2 separate regions of the Sus scrofa genome follow, and region 2 is linked to region 1. The links are chromatin contacts, called in public HiChIP or PLAC-seq maps. All regions are on one chromosome and are shown on one strand. The core of a region is the stretch at or near the end of the contact, and the rest is flanking DNA. Distances in the headings are between cores, read along the strand shown.

Region 1 (7,778 bases), core at 3,136-5,635:
CAAACACCTGCTCTGATGGAACATAAAGCTCCATGTCAAGAGGCTGGCATAAAGCTACTACAACGGTGTTAAAAATAAACTCCAGGCAGGATGGAGTGGGGGACAGGGGAAGTATTCTGAAAGAGTGACAAGGTCTCCCAACGACCTTCTGCTAGGTGTGGGGCCTCACGCTGCAGTGTTAAATAAAATGCAGGGTTAATGAGGCTGGGAGCAAAACTGCACTTCCTCAGGTCCCCCAAGACCTTCTTCCACAGTCCCCCAGAGTTAAGATTATTTGCTCAATGTCTGTCCTGCATGGGGTGAGAAGCTCCCGGAGGACCACGGGGCCTCTCTTGGCAGGAAACGGCAATTCCTGCTCCTGGCAGTGGTCAAAAAGTGTCTGTGGAGTCTGGAGGGAAAAGGAGGGAGGGATGGAGTAAGTCCTGCTGTGGAAAAGAGGCTCCCTCCCAACCTAAACAAAACACAGCCCCCCCCCCCCACATAACAAATGGCCATTTTCAGAGTGGACTTGGGTCCTGGCTCAGACTTTATCAAGGCAGCCTCAAGCATCTTGACGTCCTGTTATAACATCTGCAGTGGCCTTGACCTGGCTCTCTCTGCCTTGGTACTCCTGTCTAAGCCTCCCCTTAAGTGCAAAGGGGAGAGGGCGGCTTGGTGGCTTTCCCCCGAGTGGAACTCGTGGCCATGGCATTTCTTCCTGACTGGGCTGGGGACCCACAGGCCTGTCAGAACTCCCAGCACAAGATCATGGGATGTTAGAGCCCCCATGCTCCCTGCAAGAACCCTTGACCAAGACCAGGCTTTATTTGTGAACTCATGACTGAGACCCCTATGGGAGGAAGGGAACTAGACCAAGGTCACGAGACGACAGTCTCCACTTGGGAGCCACCACACTTGAGCCAGGAGCAGAAGCTTTGGCTGCATACTCGGCACACGTGAGCACCTACCAGGCCCCAGGGGCCTCACCAGCCACCCAGTCAGCTTCCTGAGAAACTGCCCACACCACAGCTGGCCTACCCCCCAAAGAACAGAACCACAGAGCACCAGGCTGTCTGCCTGCCTCAGGCCATCCCAAGAAGGGCCCATCACAGCTCCTCCCAGTCCAAAGGCTGGAAGGCACAAAGCATCCCAGGAGGCTGCCCCAGGGCCTGCCAGCTAAAGTATCAGGTACTCCAGACTCCAACTGCCCATACAAATGTAAAAGAAGGAATTCCAATCCACAGGGGAGTGGGGCGGGGGTGGGGGTGGTGAAGAAAGGCCTCTTTCTTTCCCTCTGGCCTTCAGCAGCTCAGCCAAGACCAAAGTTATATTCTGAATGAAAACTCCACCTCCCATTACAATTAGAAAAAACCACATGAACTCCCCAGCTCCCCCTTTTCAGCCACCCCTCAACAAATAGAACTCGTGGATCAGGGATCAGGCTGGAGCTAAAGCTGCGGGAACGCTGGATCCTTAACCCACTGTGCCAGGCTGGGGATCAAACCTGCGTCCTAGCACTCCCAAGACGCCACCAATCCTTTGTGCCACAGCCGGAGCTCCACCACATTAACTTTGAATACTAATTCTTTCTTTGAGGTAAGCAGAAGGAGGGCCCAGAAACCCCGACTTTATCATTTTTTAAAAATTTTTATTGCAGTACAGTTAATTTACAAGGCTATGGTTACTTGGGCTGCTGCTAGATTTGATTTGGTTCAGGAAATGATGACTCAGGAGACAGAGCCAACCCTCCCTTCATGCCTCACTGGCATCCTTGCCTCGGTACACTGGCTGGACCGAGGCTTTCTGTCTGTCCTTCCCAATAGAACAGGGGCTTCTCTGGCTGTCGGTGAAGCCTTAGGGATGTCCCATTCTCAGACTAACATTTCAAAATGCACGATAAAATACACAGGCTCACAGAGGAAATCGATTATATTGAAATAATTATCAAAACATTAAAAAAAAGTTTACTGGGATATAATAATCCATGAGCTTCAAACATCAAATAACAAAATACAGTTAAGTACCCACTTTAATAACGACTGCAATTTTCTAATGATGAGTGTAGGTGGTAAATTTTTGAGAAACCCCCAACAGCTGTACGAAAATAACTAGCCTTGATGACAAAAACCCCAGGTACTGCTAATTTGCCTTTGCTCTGCTGTTTCCATTCCTAACTGGAGGAAGCAGTGGATTATAATGAAAGGCTACAGGGATGCCAGGGATGCACATGTTTTTTTCTCATCTAAACTCATGGACTTACTTCCTAAATTCTACCTGCCATCCCAAAGACTCTAGGTAAAGAACCCCTGCACTATTGGGAGCTTCTTAAGATCAGTGGCCCGAACATTAGGGTAAAATGAAAAGACGCCCCATAGGAGATAAGGGCTCTTCAGATGATAGGTCTTGTCTCCTCTTCCATCCTCAACTTCCTGTTACTTCTGTGGCAAAGCTCCCACCCTGGGCATATGACGCCTAGTGCAGAGCTCCATCAGGTGGCACCTACCCCTGTACAGCAACATTTACCAGTCATCAGCCCTGTAACCCAACTGGAAGCTCCCAGGAGTGGAGTCTCTCCTTCTGCCCCTAGTACCTAACACAACGCCTGGAACCTACCAGGTGCTCAGCAAGTATTTACTAAATGAAGAAGTATTGTGTGCCAGGTATTTAGCTAGGTGGCCCTGAGGACACCAGGGTGACAACCCCAGTCCCTGCCCAGTTATGAAATGAGATCGCCTAAGCACACTTGGTACCCACTCCCCTCCACCCCAAAGCCAGCAGTGCTCTCTGGTCATTTCTAAAACATGAACTGGGGAGTTCCCACTGTGGCTCAGCAAAAAGGAATCTGACTGGTAACCATGAGGACACAGGTTTGATTCTTGGCTTTGATCAGTGGGTTAAGGATCTGGCGTTGCCGTGAGCTGTGGCGTAGGTCGCAGACCAGCTTGGATTTGGTGTTGCTGTGGCTGTGGTGTAGGCCGGTGGCTACAGCTCTGATTCCACCCCTAGCCTGGGAATCTTCACATGCCGCAGGTGGAGCCTTAAAAAGAACAAAACACAAACAAACAAAACATGAAAATTGGGAGTTCTGTCATGGCTCAGGGGTAAAGAACCTGACTAGTATCCATGAGGACACAGGTTCGATCCCTGGCCTCACTCACTGGGTTAAGGATCTGGCGTTGCTGTGAGCTGTGGTGTAGGCCGGCAGCTGCAGCTCTGCTTCCACCCCTAGCCTGGGAACTTCCATATGTCAAGGGTGTGGCCCTAAAAATACAGGGGGGAAAAAAAAAAACACAACAACACAAACTGCCTCACGGAGGGGAGAGAAAATCAAGCTACTGGGACCTTGAGGTCCAGATAAACACCTCATTCCAACAGCCTCTGGCCATCTCTGTAGGCCTCGGGGACCACCAGAGGGATTTCCCTAATCAGCCAATAAATCCAGATAAGGAACCCCCGGAGCCATTCTTACTCAAATCGGATTAGCTGCAAATGCAGCAAGTCTGCGAAGTTGGAAAGTTTGGGGAAAAGGTTATTTTAAACCACAAATTAAGCTCAAAGAGGGAGCACCGTACTGAAACGACACCGACTTGCATAGCTTTGCATAATTTTAAAAAATGAGAGTGAGCGAATGTAGAAGATTGCCAAAAATAGCTTAAAAAAAAAAAAAAAACCCTCACTTGCCAGTCGCCACCACGAATATAAGACAAAAATCTTCCAGCGCAATGTAGGTCAAAACCAAACTAACTTCCAAAGACCACACGTACATTTTCTTTCCAAGGCGAATAGCAATAACAGAAACAAGAACAGCACCACCCCGGAGTAAGGATAAAAGCAGCTCCTTATTTTTTACAAAATAAAAGGCACCACCAGCTCCACACCGTATTTCCCGGGCTTTTTCAGCAACATCAGCAAAACCTTCCGGAAGAGTCCACCCGGCGGGCCACACGCCGGGAGGAGCGGCAGCAGCAGCGCCCGCAGGCCCAGCGCGGGCTCCGAGCGGCCGGCCTGGCCCGCGGCTCTGGGCCAGCCCTCCCCCAACCCTCCCCGGACGCTTGGAAACCCCCGCCGCGCACAAAGCGGCCTCTCATCCCGCACCTGCACCATGATGGCCATCCGGAGCGAGTCCTTGGGGATGCTCTCGCTGCATTTCTTGCAGGAGGCGCGCCCACTCTTAGCATACTCGACCCGATAGAGCTTGTCCGATGACTCCGCCATCCTCCTCCCTGTGCCGATGCAGCTCCCGAAGCCTGACGCTGCGACCTGCAGACACGCAACCGCAACCGCCGCCGCCGCCGCCGCCGCCTTGCTTGCCTGTCTCCTCCCAGCAGGGCCCCCAGTGCCCAGAGCCGCCGCCGCTGCCGCCAAGCACGCCGCGCCGACCACCCGCCGCTCCCGATAGATTGCTGATGCCTGGCGGGGGGGGCACGCCCCGCTAGCCGCGTTCACGGGGCGGGGCCGCCGGCGCGCACGCCCCCTGCGGGCTGGGGGCGGCATTTCCCTAGTGCTTGCTGCTGCCGCGTGAGCGAGGCGGAGCTGCTGGGGGTCCATGCTGGCTGGAGCTCCGCCTGTAGCTCTTTGGCTGGGCCGGCCGCAGTGCTCTTAATCATTTGTCCCCAGGAACACTTACGTGCTCTTATAACTAAACCCACCCCTGTCCCCTTTTAATACGTGTGCCCTCTCTCCCTGGAGGCGAACAGGTCTGGGAGGTGCTGGGCTGGTTCCAGAATGTGGTTGACCTGCCAAAGGTAGGTCAACCTGGGCAGGTTCTAACTGCAATCTGCAGGCCGTGGGTACTGAAAACTAACTGAAATCTAGCATTTTTCACTATGAATTTTAATGCATGAGTACAGATTCTGGGAATCCTGTGACTTTCTCAGCAACAATCATCAGAGACTTTTTTTTTTTTTTTTTGTCTTTTTGCGATTTCTTGGGTCGCTCTCGATACATATGGAGGTTCCCAGGCTAGGGGTCCGGCAGAGCCACAGCAACGCGGGATCCAAGCCACGCCTGCGACCTACACCACAGCTCACTGCAATGCCGGATCCTTAACCCACTGAGGGAGGCCAGGGATTGAACCCACAACCTCTTGGTTCCTGGTCGAATTCGTTCACCACTGCGCCACAACGGTAACTCCCCAAAGACATTTTCATATCACTTTATAATTGTTGGAGAGCACTCAACATCAAGTTCATCATCACTTAAGTTGCCGTAGTTAAGAGACCTGCTTACCTATTTCTACAGTCTGTTAAGAAGTTGCTGCAGCTGCATCATAGGTGGCAGCTGCGACTGGGATTCCATCCCGGGCCAGAACTTCCATAAAAAACAAAACTTGTTGCTGCTAGATCTTGTTACTTAATGGAGAATTATATTTTAATATAACTAGTTTCTTTTAAAGTTCTATGCATTTTATTTTATTCATTTAAAACATCATTATAATGGAGTGTGTTGTATTTGAGAATATTCAGTTCTGCTATAGAGACAAGAAAAAGAAACAGGATGAAACAAACTTGTTAAATAGAGAAGAAAGCTAGTAGCTTATGAGACATGGATATTGATTAAGCAAGTAGGTTGTGAGACATAGGTAAGAACCTGTTTTGTTTTGTTTTGGGGTGTTTTTTTGCCCATGGGAATTGGAATGTGGAATTTCTAGGGCCAGGGATCAAACTGCACCACAGCGGTAACCAGAGCCACTGCAGTGATAATGCCGCATCCTTAACCTACTATGCCACAGGGGAACTCCAGCAAGAATCTTAAGTAGTGAGCTGTTAGATATGTTGATGGCGAATAGAGTAAGTGAAGTATATGATAGAACAAATCAAAGAATTTTAGTAACCAAATCAAAGGCTATGATCATTCAACCTCTGCGTTGACAATTATGTCATCCCTAAAGGCCACTCATGGGTGATGACACTGTGGTTCCATGGCTTACATATCCTCTGCCCAAGAACTGCAGGTAAAACCAGTGTCTGGAGTTCCTGTCATGGCTCAGCAGAAACGAATCTGACTAGTATACATGAGGACGCAGGTTCGAACCCTGGCCTTGCCAAGTGGGTTAAGGATCTGGCGTTGCCCTGCCATAGTGTAGGCTGCAGATGAGGCTGGAATCTGGTGTTGCTGTGGCTGTGGCTACAGCTCCAATCCACCCTAGCCTGGGACCTTCTATATGCTGTGAGTGCAGCCCTAAAAAGACAAAAACAAAAAACAAAAAAACAAAACAAAACAAACAACCCATCAATTTCTGTTCAGCAGGCTGATTGGGGAGCTACATCTGTGACCAGGTGTACTTGCTCCTATGTCTGTCTTTTTTTGGGGGGGGCACACCTGTGGTATATGGAAATTCCCGGGCTAGGGGTCGAATCAGAGCTACAGCTGCCAGCCTACACCACAGCCACAGCCACACCAGATCCAAGCCAACACTGGATCCTTAACCCACTGAGGGAGGCCAGGATGGAACCCACATTCTCATGGATACTAGTCGGATTGGTTACTGCTGAACCGCTATGGGAACCCCAGGGCAGAGATTTTTTAATCTGTTGTACTCCTTGATAATATCCTCAGTGCCTGAACAGTGCCAAGCACTCAGTAGATTTGCTGAGAATTTCTGCTGTGGCAGAGTAGGACCCGACTGCAGTGGCTCGTGTTGCTGCGGAGATGTGGGTTCAACCCTTGGTCCATTGCAGTGGGTTAAGTATCTGGCATTGCCGCAGCTGTGGCATGGGCTGCAGCTGTGGTTAGAATTCGATCTCTGGCCTAGGAACTTCCATGTGTTGCAGGTGCAGCCAAAAAACAAATGTATTCAATGAATGAATCCACTTTGGCACTTTCTCTGCACAGCCCACCTGTTTAATAATAATGTTCTTTCACGCTTAGATTTGTATGTTTTACAAAGCACTTTCCCAAACATTATTTTGTTTGCCCCTCATTATAATACCATAAAATAGCAGTAGGGCTTAAAAAAAAAAAAGACAAATAAACTATTATATTTACTTAGACACATTCACTGTCACAACACTATTGCAATTCCCCCATTACAGAATAGTATTCAGTAACAGAACAACAATTTTTTCATATAAGCTGCATGACAGACAAATGAAAAAGCGACCATGACCTATATAATTAATTTGTACTGTGTACCGACAAGAACCTGCTTTGAATTCCTGGGCTGATTTGTAACCTGTACACAATACCTGATGAGGTCAGTAGCTGTTGAAAATACCACCAGGACACTCTAAAAAGTTGTTGGAGGATTCTTGTTAACAATACCTCCTCCCAAAGAGGCAGTTTAAAAACAAATCTTACACACCTTTACATTTCAAATTTTTTTTTTAATTTAAAATGAATTACTTGTGTCCAGGAAGGTTAAATCCTTCGTAGACAAGAAAGAAAAAAATACTCTTGTCCTTGTACCACTTCATTCATCAGCATCATCTTCAACTTTGTTGTTTTAACGTCCCCTTCCTTATCTTTCTTGCCTTCTTTGTCTTTCTCCTCTCCCTTTTTTTCTTGTTTGGATCAGCCTTGACAGCATCCTTTTTTTTTTTTTCCCCTGCCACATGAGTGTTCCTTGGCTCAGGATACAGCAGGATCCTTTTGGTACTTTTCCTTCCTCTGCACTGCCTTCTTTTCAGGCTACTGTCCATCTGCAGGACTGTCATTCACCTCTCTCCTGGCTTCTTTGCATCATTGCCAGTAGACAGACCAAGAGACCAAGATCTCCTTTGGTTTTCAGCTGGTACTCAGAGCTTGAAAAAGAGGCCATAGGAGGCTATTTGGGGTCAATGAAATCTCTGACCTTTTTT
Region 2 (7,778 bases), core at 1,435-3,934, 800 kb after region 1:
ATCTTGAATGTAGCTGTTAGGATAGAGGCGTTGCTTCTATTTTAAACAGACAAGCTCTATTTTGCTGTTGTTGTTTTTGTTGCTAAAATATCAAGTTTTACCCCATTACTTTGCGAAACAAATAAGATCTAATTCAGAACATTTCAATGAGGTTCTAAATTCTCTGAAATCAGAGAGTTCCCATCATGGCTCAGCGGAAACAAATCTGACTAGCATCCTTGAGGATGCAGGTCTGATCCCTGGCCTCACTCATTGGGTTAAGGATCCGGCATTGCTGTGGCTGTGGTGTACGCTGGCGGCTACAGCTCTGATTCCACCCCTAGCCTGGGAACCTTAACATGCCGTGGGTGCGGTCCTAAAAATAAAATAAAATAAAATAAAATAAATTCTCTGAAATCAGATGGCTGTCTGTTGTTCCCAGGATGCTGGGTTGGTTCTGAAATATCACCTCTTGAATAAAATGTTCCAAATGGAAGCATGAGGGTCCATACTAGTTATTATCATTTTCTAGGCCGTTAAACAAAATAACTAATGATGGATCACATAGGTAGAACACTAATGAAATCCTGCGCTGGGCACATACTTCTTTTTAATCTTTGCAACAGCTCTGCAAGGAAAAGAAGTAGCACTATCCTTTCTTTTTAGATGAGAAAACAGGCTGAGAGAGTGAAGTAATTCGATTAAAGTCATGATGCCAGAAAGTAGTGAAATGGATTAAAACTTACTTTTGTCTGGTTCCAAATAACCGTGTTCTTTCCACTACACAGGGCTTCCTCCAAGCTTTGAAGCCTGTTTACCAGTCCATTCTGTGGAACGCTAATGAGGCAAAATGTTTCACAAGCATAAACAGATTCAGTCCATGGTCAAGTAACTTTGGGAAATGCCAAGCATATTAAAGGCAGTGAGGTATTACGTAAAAGAACTATTTAATTTTATTTAATCAGCTTTTCCCCCAACTCATTTGACAACTAAACTCAGATTTTTTTCCCCATTTTAACTCTTATTAACATCTCTTGAAACTAAAACAATTTGGCATATGCTTAATGACTAAAAAGAGGAAAAAGGGATGAATGAGAGATTTTAAAGTGGAAATGCAGTTTACAGAGCAGTTGAAAGTAAAAAAAAAAAAAAAAAACCCTAGCAAATATGAAGGAAGCATTAACAAAGTATAATGCTTTTTTTAATGTGTTAAAAAAAGTATAAAGTTTCCTCTTGGTATAGTTGAGATGTGGGTGGTGGGTGGATGGAGGGGGGTCAGAGGCAAAAGGGGAAACATATAAAATAATACACATAGCATATTTTCAGTGCAAGTTCTAAGTAATTAAAGTGGACTGAAGTTGAAGGGAAGATTTGTAAGAAAAAAGAGACTTAGCTGGACCATTTTCAGTGGGAGATACTGAAACATAAAATCCTGTTTGGAGGAAAGTGAAGAAAAGATTCTTGGGAACTATGTAGGGAAATACTGTAGTACAGGTCCAGATAATCTAGAAAGTCGTACAGAAAGCATACCAGCATTCTGTCAGTAATGATGGAAAGAAAGATTAAAATTTGAGAGATCATTTCAGAAAGTCATTTAATACGGATAAGTATGATGAGACAGATTTTAAAATTTTACAACTGGCAGGGCCCTTAAAGTTAACATATGTCTAATAAATCTGTTGAACCTCTAATCCAGTCATCCTTACTCTACAGATCTGACAACTGAAGTCCAGAGAGGTTATTTGATTTTCCTTAAGTCACACAGCTCATTAGCAGCACACCTGAGTTGAGAACTCACTGTCTTCAGACTACTAAGTACAGCACCCATGAACTGAGAATAAATTGGGAACAAAGAAAGGAAGTGTAGAATGGGAGGGAGGCAAGGACTTGAATTAGCACATCTGACTGCGGAGTAGTTTCTGTTTGAAGAAGTTTATTTGAAAAGTGTTGGGTGCTGGGACTAACTTCAAAGATACTAATAACAAATAAAAGAAATTCCACAATGAAACCCCAGGGTAACCAAACATGCAAGACTGATTTGGGGTAAAATTTTAGATAAAATTTGGGGTAAAAGATTAGACTAGGCATCGAGAACACCTTTGGCCACAAAAGCACGCTCGGATATTCAAAAATATCTACAGGAGGGGAAAAGAAGTGTTTCCCGATAAGCCAGGTGCCCACTTTCGCAGGGAAAGCCCGAGCGGGAGAACGAAAAACGCCAAATGCAAAGATTATCACTTGGCCGCCAGCAAACAGCGCCAGATGATAACACCACGACTCTCCCGCCACAGAAGACACCCTAGCAATAGGGAGCCCGCCGCTGCTCCAGATAAAGACTACCACTCCGGATAAAGACTACCACTCTCGACTCCGCGCGGCTCCCCGGGTTAGGTGGCCAGAGAAGTTTACGCGCAAGGCATTATGGGATTTGTAGTCTTTTCTTCCCCTCTCGGCTTTGGGAGGCGGAGAGATCCCATTTTATGTAAATGACTTGCCCTTCCCGACCGGCTTCCCTTTCCTCCTCTTCCCTCCCCCAACCTCATTTCATGGAGTTTGAAAATTCCCGCAGAGCTGGCGCCCAAGGTCGAACACTCGCGAGAATTCGGGCTCCGCGCCGCGATCTCCCTTCCTTTTCCCACCTCTCTCCGCCCTCCCCCGCCCCTCTCCGCTCCACCCCTCCCTTCCCCTCCCGTCCCCTCCCCTCCCCTCCCCTCCCCTCCCGGGCGTGTGGAACTCGGTCTGCCTGCCGGGGCTAATGCGCAAAGCCGGGCCGGCGCAGCCGGAGCGGAGGAGGTAGAGTCGCGTGGGTGAAGACCCGGAACCGCAGCGCAGGCAGCTGCTGCGTTTTTGTCGCTGAGCAGTCGGCCGCCCCAGCAGCCCGCGAAGGCGCTCGCGGGGGGTGTGGATCTGAGGTGGCCGGGGAGGTCGCAGGCGGAGGCCCGCGAGCCGAGAGGCAACTTCCGTGGGGCGGAGGTGCGTGCGCCCTGCCGGCGGCGGCCGTGTCTCCCGGGAGATGCTGTGACGGACCCGCGCGGGAGGAGCTCGCGCCTCGCCTCGCGCCCCCTGGACTCGGCAGCAGCGGCGGCTCGGTCACCCGCCGTTCTTAGGTAGGGGGAAGGGAAGGCGGGGGTTGGGCCGGCGCGCGGAGGGCGGGTCGGCGCGGCCTGGGCCGCGAGCAGCGGCCGGGCTTCTCCCGCCGCGCCTGTCCGCGGGCCCTCCCCTCCCCGCGCCGGGCCTAGGCCGGGCTTGTGGCCGCCCAGCGAGCCACAGGGGCTGGGCTGCGGAGCTGCCTGGCTCGTGGAGCGGGCTCGAGGGGGCGAATGCGGTCGTTGGCGGGTGCGGCGCGCTCCAGAGCTCCGAGCGTTGGTTATATAACCTCCTTCTCGGCGGAGCGGCGGCACATGGCGACGGAGAGGCGCCTCGGGGTCTACACCCCGCTCCTAGCGCGCCTACAGCCTTGTCCTCATGTTTCCCAGGCGGTCCTGGACTGCGACCCCTTTTCCCTCCTGCCCTCCGGGGCGGTTGAGACCTTGGCCGGCCTTCCCCTGGCGGAACCGGCTGGTACTCTCAGTCTGTCTTACGTTGGTGTCTGCTCCACATGCTCCCGGGCCTGGCTCGGGTGAGTCTGGGGCGGGGAAGAAGTTATGACTCGTGATTTGAAAAGTGCAGTGAATCGGTCAGATACAGGAGATTTAAATCATTGTACATCTTGGAGTGGGTATTCGTTTGCCGTGCTTGTCCCCACCTGGAAACTTGAGGGCGATTATTTTTTAGTTACCCCTGACTGTTTGGGGGCCGTGGGGAGGTTAATTTGTTCTCAAAGCCAACGTGGTTCAAACTAGCCGTTATTATCTTTTTTCTAAGAGGCAGTTTGAGAAAATATTTGATAAGAACCTGAGTCCTTTAGGATAAATTGTGGGTCTCTTGGAAACTCTCAGCTTCAGTTTATTCTTAGAATATTCTAAAGTGCCAGTAGATGTTAAGAATTTTCTGTTAGGAGCTTTCATCGACTATATGTGTGAGGAGAGAAGAAATTAGGGTAGGTTTACTTATTTTGGAGGATTTGACTAGGGATGACAAGCCCGGTCAAGTTAATGTTTGAGGGATACTCTTAAGTGTGTTAAGTGCTAAGGGAAGGCTACGCTCTCCCTGCACCGTAATTTTTGATCCTAATTTTTCAATAACCTACTACCACAGCAGGCAGTAATTCGCAAGATGGCAATAATTATTTAAAAAACATTTTTAAAAGATTGTTAATACAGCAGTTTTGAGATAGACATATTTTGATATAAGAGGGAACAAAACGTTCTCATCTAACCATGGACATTTTTAGGAAATTTTTTCTTTTGTTCTTCAGAATGAAGTCTGGTTTTTTTTTTTCCCCCTAGGTTGCATCACTGGTCTCTACAGTAAGTCTCTTCTACTGTCCAGCCTCAACTATTCACAGATTTATGCTTCAGCCATTCCAGAATCATCTCCATTCCTGGGCCCTGCCTTTTGTGTGTGCGTGTGTGTGTGTGTGTGTGTGTGTGTGTGTGTGTGTGTGTGTGTGTGCTTTTTAGGGCTGCACCTGCGGCATGTGGAAGTTCCCAGCCTAGGGGTCAAATTGGAGCTGTAGCAGCCTGTGTACACCACAGCCACAACAGCACTGGATCTGAGCCTCATCTATGACCTACACCACAGCTCAAGGCAATTCTGGATCCTTAAACCCACTGAGTGAGGCCAGGGGTCGAACCCGCATGCTCATGGATCCTAGTCGGGTTTGTTACCCCTGAGCCACTAAGAGAACTCCCTGGGCCCCTTTTCTTGAAGATGTAGTCTGATGGGTTTTTTGTTTTTTTTTTTTCTCCTTCATGTCTTTCAGCCAGGAGTACCATCTCTGCCTTTATCAAGTTTCCAGCTTTCAAATACTCCTTAGCTTAAAATGCCACCTCTTCTGTACACTCTTTGATTTCTCTTTATCCCAGTTCTTTCCTGGGATCTCACAGAATATATACCTTTATTGTAGCATTTATTTGTATCAGATATTTTCATAGTTGATTATGTATCTCCTGGAATGTAAACTCTTTGAAGTCAAGAAGTAGGTTATCTTTCTGCACTTGAATTCTTTACCCAACACAGTGTTTTAAAAGAAGTTGGTGATTAATAACTGATTCAGTTGTTTGAAAGAAGAACTGGTAAATGGCTGGAAGTTTCTGGGCCCATTGATAGTTTACATTTATATCATAATTCTTAGTCTTTTTAAGAACCATAAAAAAGTAAAAGTACATACAAAATGTAGAAATGTTTGCTGAATATATGTTGCAGTATATTTGAGTTTTCTTTTCTTTTTTTTTTTTTTTGCCTTTTAGGGCTGCACCTATGGCACATGGAAGTTTCCAGGCTAGGGGCTGAATTGAAGCTACAGCCACCGGCCTACACCACAGCAATGCCAGATCCAAGCCGCGTCTGAAGCCTACACCACAGCTCATGGCGGTGCGGGATCCCTGACACATTGGTGAGGCCAGGGTTCAAACCCGCATCCTCATGGATACTAGTTGGATTCGTTTCAGCTTCTCTACAATGGAAAGTCCTGGGATTCTATTAATTGAGTGATGGGTGGGGCTTTGGCACATGGAAATAGCATAAATAAAAGAATGAATATTCTAGGTAATAATAAACTTATGAAGGAAGGGGTTTGGGGAGACAAACCTGTAAAGATAGTCTGGGACAGCCACATTGTGCAGGGCCTTGATTACGTGTGGCTGAGGACGTCAGCTTTTATATGCAGTAGGGGAGTCATTGAAGGTTTTTGAGAAGGGAGTGACAATCCTTCCTGCTTTATCAAGAACAGTATTTTTATTGACAGCTGGCACAGTGTTCCTGCTCTGCCTATCTAGACAGAGCAGGAGTTGAAACTTTGTAAATTACTTATTAGAGGTTGCCAATTCTGGCTGGTCATAAAGACTGGGACCTAATTTTGTACAGTACTAAACATAGCTGCTTAGTGTTTGTGAATATTTATATGTCTTTGAACATATATATGTTGAAACTTTGTAAATTACATATTAGAGGTTGCCAATTCTGGCAGGTCATAAAGGCTGGGACTCTACTTAATTTTGTGCAGTACTAAACATAGCTGCTTAGTGTTTGATTGTGAACATATGTATGTTTTTAATGTAAGGTTTTCTTTATATAGTATAATTTTTAGAAGTTTTCTTCAGTGCACTTAGAAATTTAAAATTCACACTGTAGATTAGGAATTTGAAAGGTCTTGAAGCCAGAAGCCAATTTTTGCCCTGTAGGTTCAAAAGCTAACTTCTAAATTTGGAAAACTTTTATTTCATTCACTGCATGTTTTTTTGAACACCTTTGTGTTCACAGTGATAAGCTGAGTTGGAGCGATCGGTAGTCTCCTTTTCTATAAGCTTTGGTATGACAGGGAGGAAGACAGAATATGGAAGTGTAACATTACATGTACTAGTAAGTGGTAGAACCTGGACTTAAGGCCATTTCTGTCTAATTCAAAGTTTGCACCTTTTATAAATACTCTGGATGGAACCTGAGATTATTGTTCAAAATGATATTTTTCAAGACATTAATGGAGTTCCTGTTGCGGCTCAGTGGTTAACGAACCCGACTAGCATCCATGAGGGCTCGGATTCCATCCCTGGCCTCAATCAGTGGGTTAAGGATCTGGCGTTGACGTGAGCCGTGGAGTATGTCACAGATGTGGCTCAGATCATGCTGTAGCTCCGATTCGACCCCTAGCCTGGGAACCTCCATATGCCGCCAGTGTAGCCCTAAAAGACAAAAAGACCAAAAAAAAAAAAAAAAAAGACCTTAAGGGCTTTGAGGAGTTCTTTTTCTCTTGAAGTAGACATCAGTATGCTATGGAAGTTTTAGAACACTGCTATAATTCTAGTGGAACTGAAGGGGTAAACTCCAGTGGCTGTGTAGAAGCCAGCTCTAAATTGTAGGACCAAAATGTGAATTTTACAATTGTTATCCTAATCCTAAGAAACAATTTAATAGAAGGTGGAGATAGTGACACAAAGACCAACCCCTGGGAGGGGGCTAATCTATTGAAGATGGAGAGGGAGCTATGGATTTAACCTTTTTTTTTTTTTTTTTCCTTTTTTAGGGCTGCTCTTGTGGCTTACGGAAGTTCCTAGGCCAGGGGTCAAATCGGAGCTACAGCTCCCAGCCTATACCACAGCCAGAGCAACTTGGGGTCCGAGCCGTGTCTGTGACCTACACCACAGCTCACAGCAACATAGGATCCCCAATTCATTGAGTGAGGCCAGGGATCAAACCCACATCTTCACAGATACTAGTCAGAGTAGTTTCTGCTGGGCCAAAGGGAAACTCCAAAATTTTGTTTTTGTAGAAGTAGCATTTTAGCATGTAGCACTTAATATTGGTTGAATTAAGAGACAGACTTAGCATTGATCCACTGATTTATTGAATATAGGATCACTAAAGAAGTTGAACAGCTTCAGGAATTCAGTGTTCCATGGTCCTTACCTTTCTAAGTTTCTAAGGCTAGCACTAATTTGGCATTATTAAAATATTAACCTTTTGTGGAAATATTTGGGTTCCCATTTCTGTTATCATATTGAGTTTTTTCCATCCAGGAGGGATAGCTGAATTGTCTCAGGTCATTATTAAAAGTTTTGAAATTTTCACAATGATTTTTGAAATGTTATCTTTGTCATAAGCGACATTGTTTAGTTTCTGGTCTCTTGCTTCATTGGTTTCTCTATGTTGATGCAGTATATATATTTTTTGATATTGAAGTAGTTTTTGATTTCATTGAC

Evidence for each region. HiChIP or PLAC-seq counts read pairs in DNA pulled down with a chosen protein or histone mark.
Region 2: an H3K27ac HiChIP or PLAC-seq map of skeletal muscle shows a contact between it and region 1, with 5 times the contacts expected there. The contact joins the promoter of AHCTF1 here to the promoter of PARP1 in region 1. A contact is called at or near these places in 2 of 5 promoter capture datasets (fetal skeletal muscle and liver) and 1 of 2 datasets of contacts at active chromatin or transcription factors (skeletal muscle).

What each region holds. Positions count from the first base shown.
Region 1 is chr10:14,236,779-14,244,556 of Sscrofa11.1, forward strand. It overlaps PARP1 (poly [ADP-ribose] polymerase 1), which reads right to left and starts at 4,386. Exons shown (of 24, transcript XM_003357641.4): 1 at 4,075-4,386. The coding sequence starts at 4,194.
Region 2 is chr10:15,039,484-15,047,261 of Sscrofa11.1, forward strand. AHCTF1 (protein ELYS) reads left to right here and starts at 2,685. Exons shown (of 37, transcript XM_021064442.1): 1 at 2,685-3,086; 2 at 4,368-4,388.